Linked DNA regions of Anas platyrhynchos: region 1 is linked to region 2. Evidence: chromatin contacts called from public Hi-C data. All regions are on one chromosome and are shown on one strand. The core of a region is the stretch at or near the end of the contact, and the rest is flanking DNA. Distances in the headings are between cores, read along the strand shown.

Evidence for each region. A called contact is a pair of places that touch in the nucleus more often than the background predicts.
Region 1: a contact with region 2 is called in a Hi-C map of skeletal muscle, with 2.6 times the contacts expected there. The contact joins the promoter of LOC113841941 here to the enhancer-like site in region 2. A contact is called at or near these places in 2 of 8 Hi-C or Micro-C datasets (liver and skeletal muscle).

Annotation. Positions count from the first base shown.
Region 1 is chr2:158,451,162-158,454,523 of IASCAAS_PekinDuck_T2T, forward strand. LOC113841941 (D-serine dehydratase) reads left to right here and starts at 1,780. Exons shown (of 8, transcript XM_038174842.2): 1 at 1,780-1,919; 2 at 2,621-2,824; 3 at 2,941-3,221. The coding sequence starts at 2,676. It overlaps NBEAL2 (neurobeachin like 2), which reads left to right. Exons shown (of 57, transcript XM_072033950.1): 57 at 749-1,328. The coding sequence ends at 853.
Region 2 is chr2:158,408,484-158,411,644 of IASCAAS_PekinDuck_T2T, forward strand. It overlaps CCDC12 (coiled-coil domain containing 12), which reads right to left. Exons shown (of 7, transcript XM_038172086.2): 3 at 257-336. Among named protein-coding and RNA genes, the nearest start is that of CCDC12, 15 kb to the right of the region's middle. Within about 2 kb of position 1,483, at least 1 of the 8 cell types and tissues checked has an H3K27ac peak or open chromatin away from gene starts, as enhancers often do.

The sequences.
Region 1 (3,362 bases), core at 530-3,029, 43 kb after region 2:
GATGGAATGGGATGGGTGGGTTGGGTTGCGTTGGGATGGGATGGCTTGGATTGGGATGGGATGGGTGGATTTTGTTGGGTTGGGTTTTGTTGGATTGGGATGGGATGGGAGGATTAGGTTGAGTTGGGATGGGATGGCTTGGATTGGGATGGGAAGGGTGGGTTGGGCTGGGTTGGATTGGGGTGGAATGGGATGGGATAGGTGGGTTGGGTTGAGTTGGGATGGGATGGGATGATTTGGATGGGATGGGTGGGTTGAGTTGGGTTGGGCTGGGTAGGATTGGGATGGAATGGGATGGGATAGGTGGGTTGGGTTGAGTTGAGATGGGATGGGATGGTTTGGATTTGGATGGGATAGATGGATTGGGGTGGGATGAGAGGGTTGGAGTGGGATGGATTGGGATGTATTGGGGTAGGGTGGGACAGGCGGGATGAATGTCATGGAGTGGGACAGGATGGGATGGGGATTCGCACAAGGAAGGAGATGGGGTTTGGATGGGAATGGGGATTCAGATAGGGGTTGTGGGTAGGGATAAAGAAGGGATTGGAGATGGGGATGGGGAAGAGGATGCAGAAAGGATAAGGATGGGAATTGGAACGGGATGGAGACAGGACTGGGGATGGGAATTGAGAAAGGGTGAGCATGCAGCTGTGCATGAGGATAGGGGTGGGAAAATGGAAGGGGATGGGGACGGGGACATGGAAAGGGATGGGTCATGGGGTGGGTTCTTAACCCCCCTCTCCCCTAGGTGCGTCCGGGCCAGTTCCACCGGCGGCTGTGGCGCTCCACGCGCCGCATCTCGCAGGTTTCGGCTGGCGAGACGGAGTACAACCCCAACGAGGGCAGGTCCTAGGCTGCCACCCCACACCTGGCCCTGCCGGGCTTCCTGCAGCTCCCGGCCCCTCCTGGGGGGCACGGCGATAAAGGGGGGGACCCCGCGACCCCCCCACATCAGCGCCCCGAGCCCCTGGCGAGCCGGGGGGCGAGGAGAGGAGGGGTGAGCCCCGAGCTCCCCACAGCCGGGGCTGCGTGCTCGGCCCCTCGCCGTGGCCTTATTCAGCCCCCCCTCTGGGCTGGGGGGACAGCAGTGGGATGAGGGGGGCGAGGAGGTGCCCGGGGGGGACCCCTCGCTGGGAATGGGGGGGTGCTGTGTGTGTCCCCCCCCCACCAAGCCTGCTGGCCAGGAGCCGGCTGCCCCCTTCCCCGACTGTTTTTTTTCTATCGATTTCTAGCTCTTTTACAAAAAAAAAAAAGGAAAAAAAAAAGAAAAAAAAGAAAAGAAAGAATAATAATATATCTATCTATAAAAAATAAACGTGCACAAGGCCCTTGTCTGCCCCGAGCTGTCTCTGTTGGGGACGTTCACCCCCCCCCCAGGCTGTGTTTTTGGGATGCGGCGAGCCACGGGGCCCTTTCTTCCTGCCCTACATAGTGGGGCCAGCCTGGCACGGGCTGTGCTCCGGGCAGGGGGCCAGCGGCCCCCGCGTGTCCCCAACTGGCACACGGGGACACGCGGCAGCCACCTCTCATCCCGGCAGGCACACGTGGCACGAGCGTGTGGGGTCTCAGCCGGGTCCCCACGAGCACCGCGGTGCCACGAGCGCAACCATCCCACCCCTCTCCCCATCCCCACAACCCCTCCAAAAAAAAAAAAACCTCATCCCCACGGCCTCGGGACCCCCACGGGGGGCTGGCTGCTGCCCCCACGGACGCCACCACCACCACCACCTTGTCCCCGTCCCCGTGCCCGGCCCCCGCGGCGCCCGTGTCCTCCCCTGCCCCGGCACCGCGGGGGCCCCACGGCTGGCAGCGACCTCTGTCCCCGAGCGGGGCTGGCCGCGGGTGCCCACGGCGTCACGTGGAGCCGAACCAGCCAGAGGCCTCCGGGAGCCGAGCCGGGAGCAGCCGCGGCGGCGGAGGTACGGACGGACGGACAGAAGGACGGACGGGGAGGGAGGGAGGGAGGCAGGGCTGGAGGCGGTGGGGGAAACTGAGGCACGCCAGAGCTCCCGTGCGTCGCTCCCCGAGGGGGTCCCGGCCTCCGACGCGGCTGCTGGAGGGACAGGGAGAGCCCGCGGTGTCCCCCGTGTCCCCGACCCCAAAGGCTGGGCCCCGCTGTCCCCGTGCCGTAGATCCCAATTCCGAGTGTCCCAGTCCGTTCCCCCAGTGTCCCAGTAGCAGGTGGCCCTTTCCCAGCTCTCCCTGTTCCCGTTGCTCCAGCTATCCCAAACCCAAGTGTCCCAGTCCCAAGTGTCCCTGTCCCAGTGTTCCAGGTGTCCCAGTCCCAGATATCCCAGTGCCAGGTGTCCCCGTTCCCAGTCTTCCCAGTGTCCCAATGTTCCAGGTGTCCCAATCCCAGGTGTCCCTATCCCAGATGCCCCAGCTGTCCCAATCCCAGTCCCAGTGTCCCAGCTGTCCCAATCCCAGTCCCAATTGTCCCAGTGCCCCATATGTCCCTGTCCCCAGCTTCCCCAGCCCCAAGTCTCCCCGTCCCCAGTTTCCCAGATGTCCCCATCCCAGTGTCCCCAGTGTCCCCACCATCCCCATCCCACGCACCCTCCTCACCTCCCAACACTCCCCCGCCTCCCAGCACCCCCAAATCCCACCCCCATCCCCATAGGGTCACGGGGGGGGGTGCCGGGACCATCCCCCCTCCCCAAAAAAAACCTCCCACCATGTGGCTGGGGGCCCGCCTGGACGCGCTGCCCACCCCGGCGCTCGCCGTCGACCGTGCCGTGGCGCGCCGCAACGCCGAGCGCATGCAGGAGCGCTGCCGAGCCCTCGGCCTCCGCCTGCGCCCCCACGTCAAGACCCACAAAACGCTGTGAGTGCCACCACCCCCTTTTTTTTTATTTTTTTCCCCAAAACCTTCTTATTTCCACCCCAAACCCCCTTTTTTTATTATTTTTTTATTTTTTTTTATTTTTCCCCTCCCGGCAGGGAGGGCGGCGCGCTGGCCACGGGCGGCACGCGGCGCGGCATCGCCGTCTCCACGCTGGCCGAGGCGCGTTTTTTCGCCGACGGGGGCTTCGATGACATCCTACTGGCGTACCCGCTGCCAACGGGGCGCCTGGAGGAGTGCGCCCAGCTGGCCCAGCGCCTCGAAGCCTTCCAGGTGCTCTTGGACAGCCCCGAGGCGCTGCAGTGCCTGCGGCAGCGCCCGCTGGCCGGCGGCAAGCGCTGGCTCGTTTGGCTCAAGCTCGATTGCGGCAACGGCAGAGGTGGGGACGGGCACGGGGAGGGGGATTTGGGGTTGGGTTTTTTGCCGCCGGTCCCCGTGGAGCAGCACGGATAGGGTGGTTGAGTCGTGGCCCCCAAAATTCTTCATTCCATCATTCCTCAGCATCCCGCTTGTGGGGATG
Region 2 (3,161 bases), core at 233-2,732:
TGCCGACCAGGTCTCCACCTCTGGCTGGATGTGGAGCCCTGTGCTGGTTTTTTTTGCCCATTAAGTGCTGCCTCGTTCCCCCCGAACGCTGCCTGGCAGCAGGAGAGGATGAAATGTGCTGTGAGGGTGCTGTCAGCCTCGTCCCAGCAGTTAATAAAACCCCTGCAAGGGCTCTGCCTGGTCTGGCAGCAGCACCACCGCCGCTTCTGCTTCTGCTTGGGTCCCCCCTTGCCCCCAGCTCCCGGGGTTTGCTCACCTGAGGCCGGCTTGGCCGGGGGCACCTTCCTCTTCTTCAGCTCCTCATCTTCGGGGTCGTAGTTTCGCAGTTTGATCTCCCTGGGGAGGAAGGAGAAGAGCAGAGGGCAGTGAGGGGTGGGCACGCTGGTGATTAAATACACATAAAAGGCTTTGGGTGGGTTTAAGGGGTTCAAGCACAAACCCAGGCACTCGCTGCCGGCTCTGATCCTGCCTCGGGCAGTGCCGACGGGGCTGTGCAGGGGTTTTGCTCCAGCTTTGCCAGGCTCCGTGGTGAGATACAGCTCACCCCTGGGGCTCGCAGCAAAGCAAGAGATGAGAAAAGGACTCGAGCTACAGCCCAGGATGAGAAGGGGAAGGATGGGAGCGGTGGGAAGCACAAGGGAGAAACCCACCCCGGAGCACAAGCGCACAGCCCCGGGGCGCAGCACCCTGCCCTCCCCATCCCTGGCAAATTCATCCCGTTGCCCCCTTCTCCTGCCTCAAATTGGGCTAGAAACGAGCCATTTCTTTTGGTTTCAGCCAGCTTGTTGAAGAAAGGATGCTTCAAAGAAACTCGGGGGTGTGATTAGCTCGTGGTTAGCCCATTGCTTCAATACCTCCCCCCGGCCAGGCGCGCCTGGACTGCGCCCGGTGCAGGAAGCAGCCACCCCCGAGGACAAGCTGCTGTGAGGTTTTACAGGGTTGGTTTGGTTTTGTGTTTTTTTTTTTACACACACGTGCCCCGGGAGGAGGAATTTATTGCATTAACCCGGACCCAGCAGCGTCACTCCCCAGCCAGCAAGGCAGGGCTTTTCGGGAAGCCTGATCTCGGATGATCAAGAGATTATTTTTGGCAGAAGGCGATGCCACGGCCAGGCACAGCTCTCACAGGCACACCGGGAGCTTAGGGACAGCCAAATTTTGTTGCTCACCTGGGAGGCGGAGGGGAGGGAGGCAGCTAATTCACCCGGGAGGCAACGGGGTGTCAGGCTGTGATGCTGGACATCTGGCCACCAGCCTGCTCCTGCTCGCTGGAGAGGATTTATCGGAGCAAGAGGCAGCACCAGAGCCTGCAGGACGCCGACTTTCGGCCTCTCCCCCGCTTTCTGCTGGGTTTAACTCACGTTTAGGATTCTCCCGCAGCCGAACAGAAACCAAACACAGGCTGCCCTAAGGTCAGAGGGGCTGAAAGGAGAGCTGGGAGCCGAGCAAGCTGTTTCCTTCAGGCCAGCGAGACGTTAGCATTGCACCCTGACAAGCCCTATTTCAACATCACCAGCTTGTGCCGGCAACGCCGGCTGCTCAGCCCCGGCCACGCCACCCGAAATGGATTTAGCAACGTTCCCACAAGCTTCAGCCCCTTCCCAAACTCATCGGGAGGCCGGCACCGTGTGGGGAACGAGCAGGGAAGAGGGGCTGCCGGGGCAAGCCGCTCGCTCCGTGCTTAGCCCACAGAAAGCCCCACCTGGGCTGGCAAACAAAAGCCTTGCTAGCCGGCGCTGCCCGTGCTCGCTGGAGATTTCTCCACGAGATTAAAATGAAAAAAAAAAAGCACTGCACAACCCAGCAGGTGCTGGCACGGACGGGAGCAGCACCAGCAGAAGGGGAAGCGGCCGCGGGGCTGCGCCCAGCTCCCCTCGTGCCATGGGCAGGGCACGAGCTCCGTTCCCCCCGGTGCTTTCAGCTCCTTGTTAAAGCCACGCACAGCTGCAGGAGGGAGGGGAAAACAAAGCAGAAATCAGAAAGGGATCCCTTTAATTAGCTGCTGGATGCTGGAGGAGCTCCCTGCACCTGCCTCCGGGAATCAGCAGCGCCCAGAGCACCCGCGGGGGATTTCGGCAGGCGAACCCCGCGGTGCTCGGCTCACCAGAAGCTGCTGCCTTGCTCTCCCCAATTTTTTATCCATATATAAAGACAGACGGATGAAGGGCAAGCCCCCAAAACAGCAGGAAGGATTAAAAGGGTTCAAAATATCCAGTTAACGAGACAGCCGGGGGTCTCCCGCAGGGGTGGGTTGAATAAAGCCCAGGTCTTTGCGTTCTTTTAGGGAAGTCCTGGGTGTTCTCACACCCTTGCCTCAAGCTGTTTCGGGCAATCTTCTCCTGAAGGCGTGGAGAAACGGTGTCTGGTTTGAGAATTTGCTGCCCTTCCACCTCCTCGAGCTGCTCTCAGAGCCGGCCACTTTCTGGCACGGCCGCTCCAAGCGGCTCAAAACCAAGTGACAATTTCCATCTCGCCCTTCAGAGAGAAACCACGGCAAGAATTTGGGTTTTTCTTTGCCTCCCCAAATCTCACTCGCTCCTAGGAGGCCACATTTGGGCACGCAAGAGAAGTGGGAGACACGAGGGAGGTGCCGAGGGGCTGCTGCAGCACCACCACCCTCTGGGGGCACTGCGAGACTTATGGTGCAGGTTCCGTTTCACAACCCTAATTTTTTTGCTGTTTGATCAAGGGGGTGAAGCTTTTCCCACCGTTCCTGGATTCCTCACCCGGGGCAGGAGAGGAGGGAGCAACAAGCAGGGGCAGAGCCCGGCAGCTCCCCCAGCCCCTGCAGAGGGATCCGGGCGCAGAGCCGAGCGTGTCGCAGCGCATCCTCCTCCCAGAGGCACTCGAGGAATGCCAAAAAACAGGCGCCTCTCTTCCACCTCGAGCCCCCAAGCTCACCGAGGAGGCTTTTGGTTTTTTTTTGGAGGTTTTTGGTTTTTTTTTTGGAGGTTTTTTGTCTCAGGACGTGCTCCTCGGGGAGCGCAGACGGGGCTCGGGGCGGGCAGATGCATCTCCGGGTGCTGCAGGAGGAGGACTCCAAATGCACCAGGAGGGTGCCACGAGGCTGAAACTGGGAAAAAAAAGATGTTCGGGGCAGGCTCGGGGGTCCCGAGCACCACGCCAAACCCCTGCCTGCAGGCAGGATGCAGGGAGGGAAA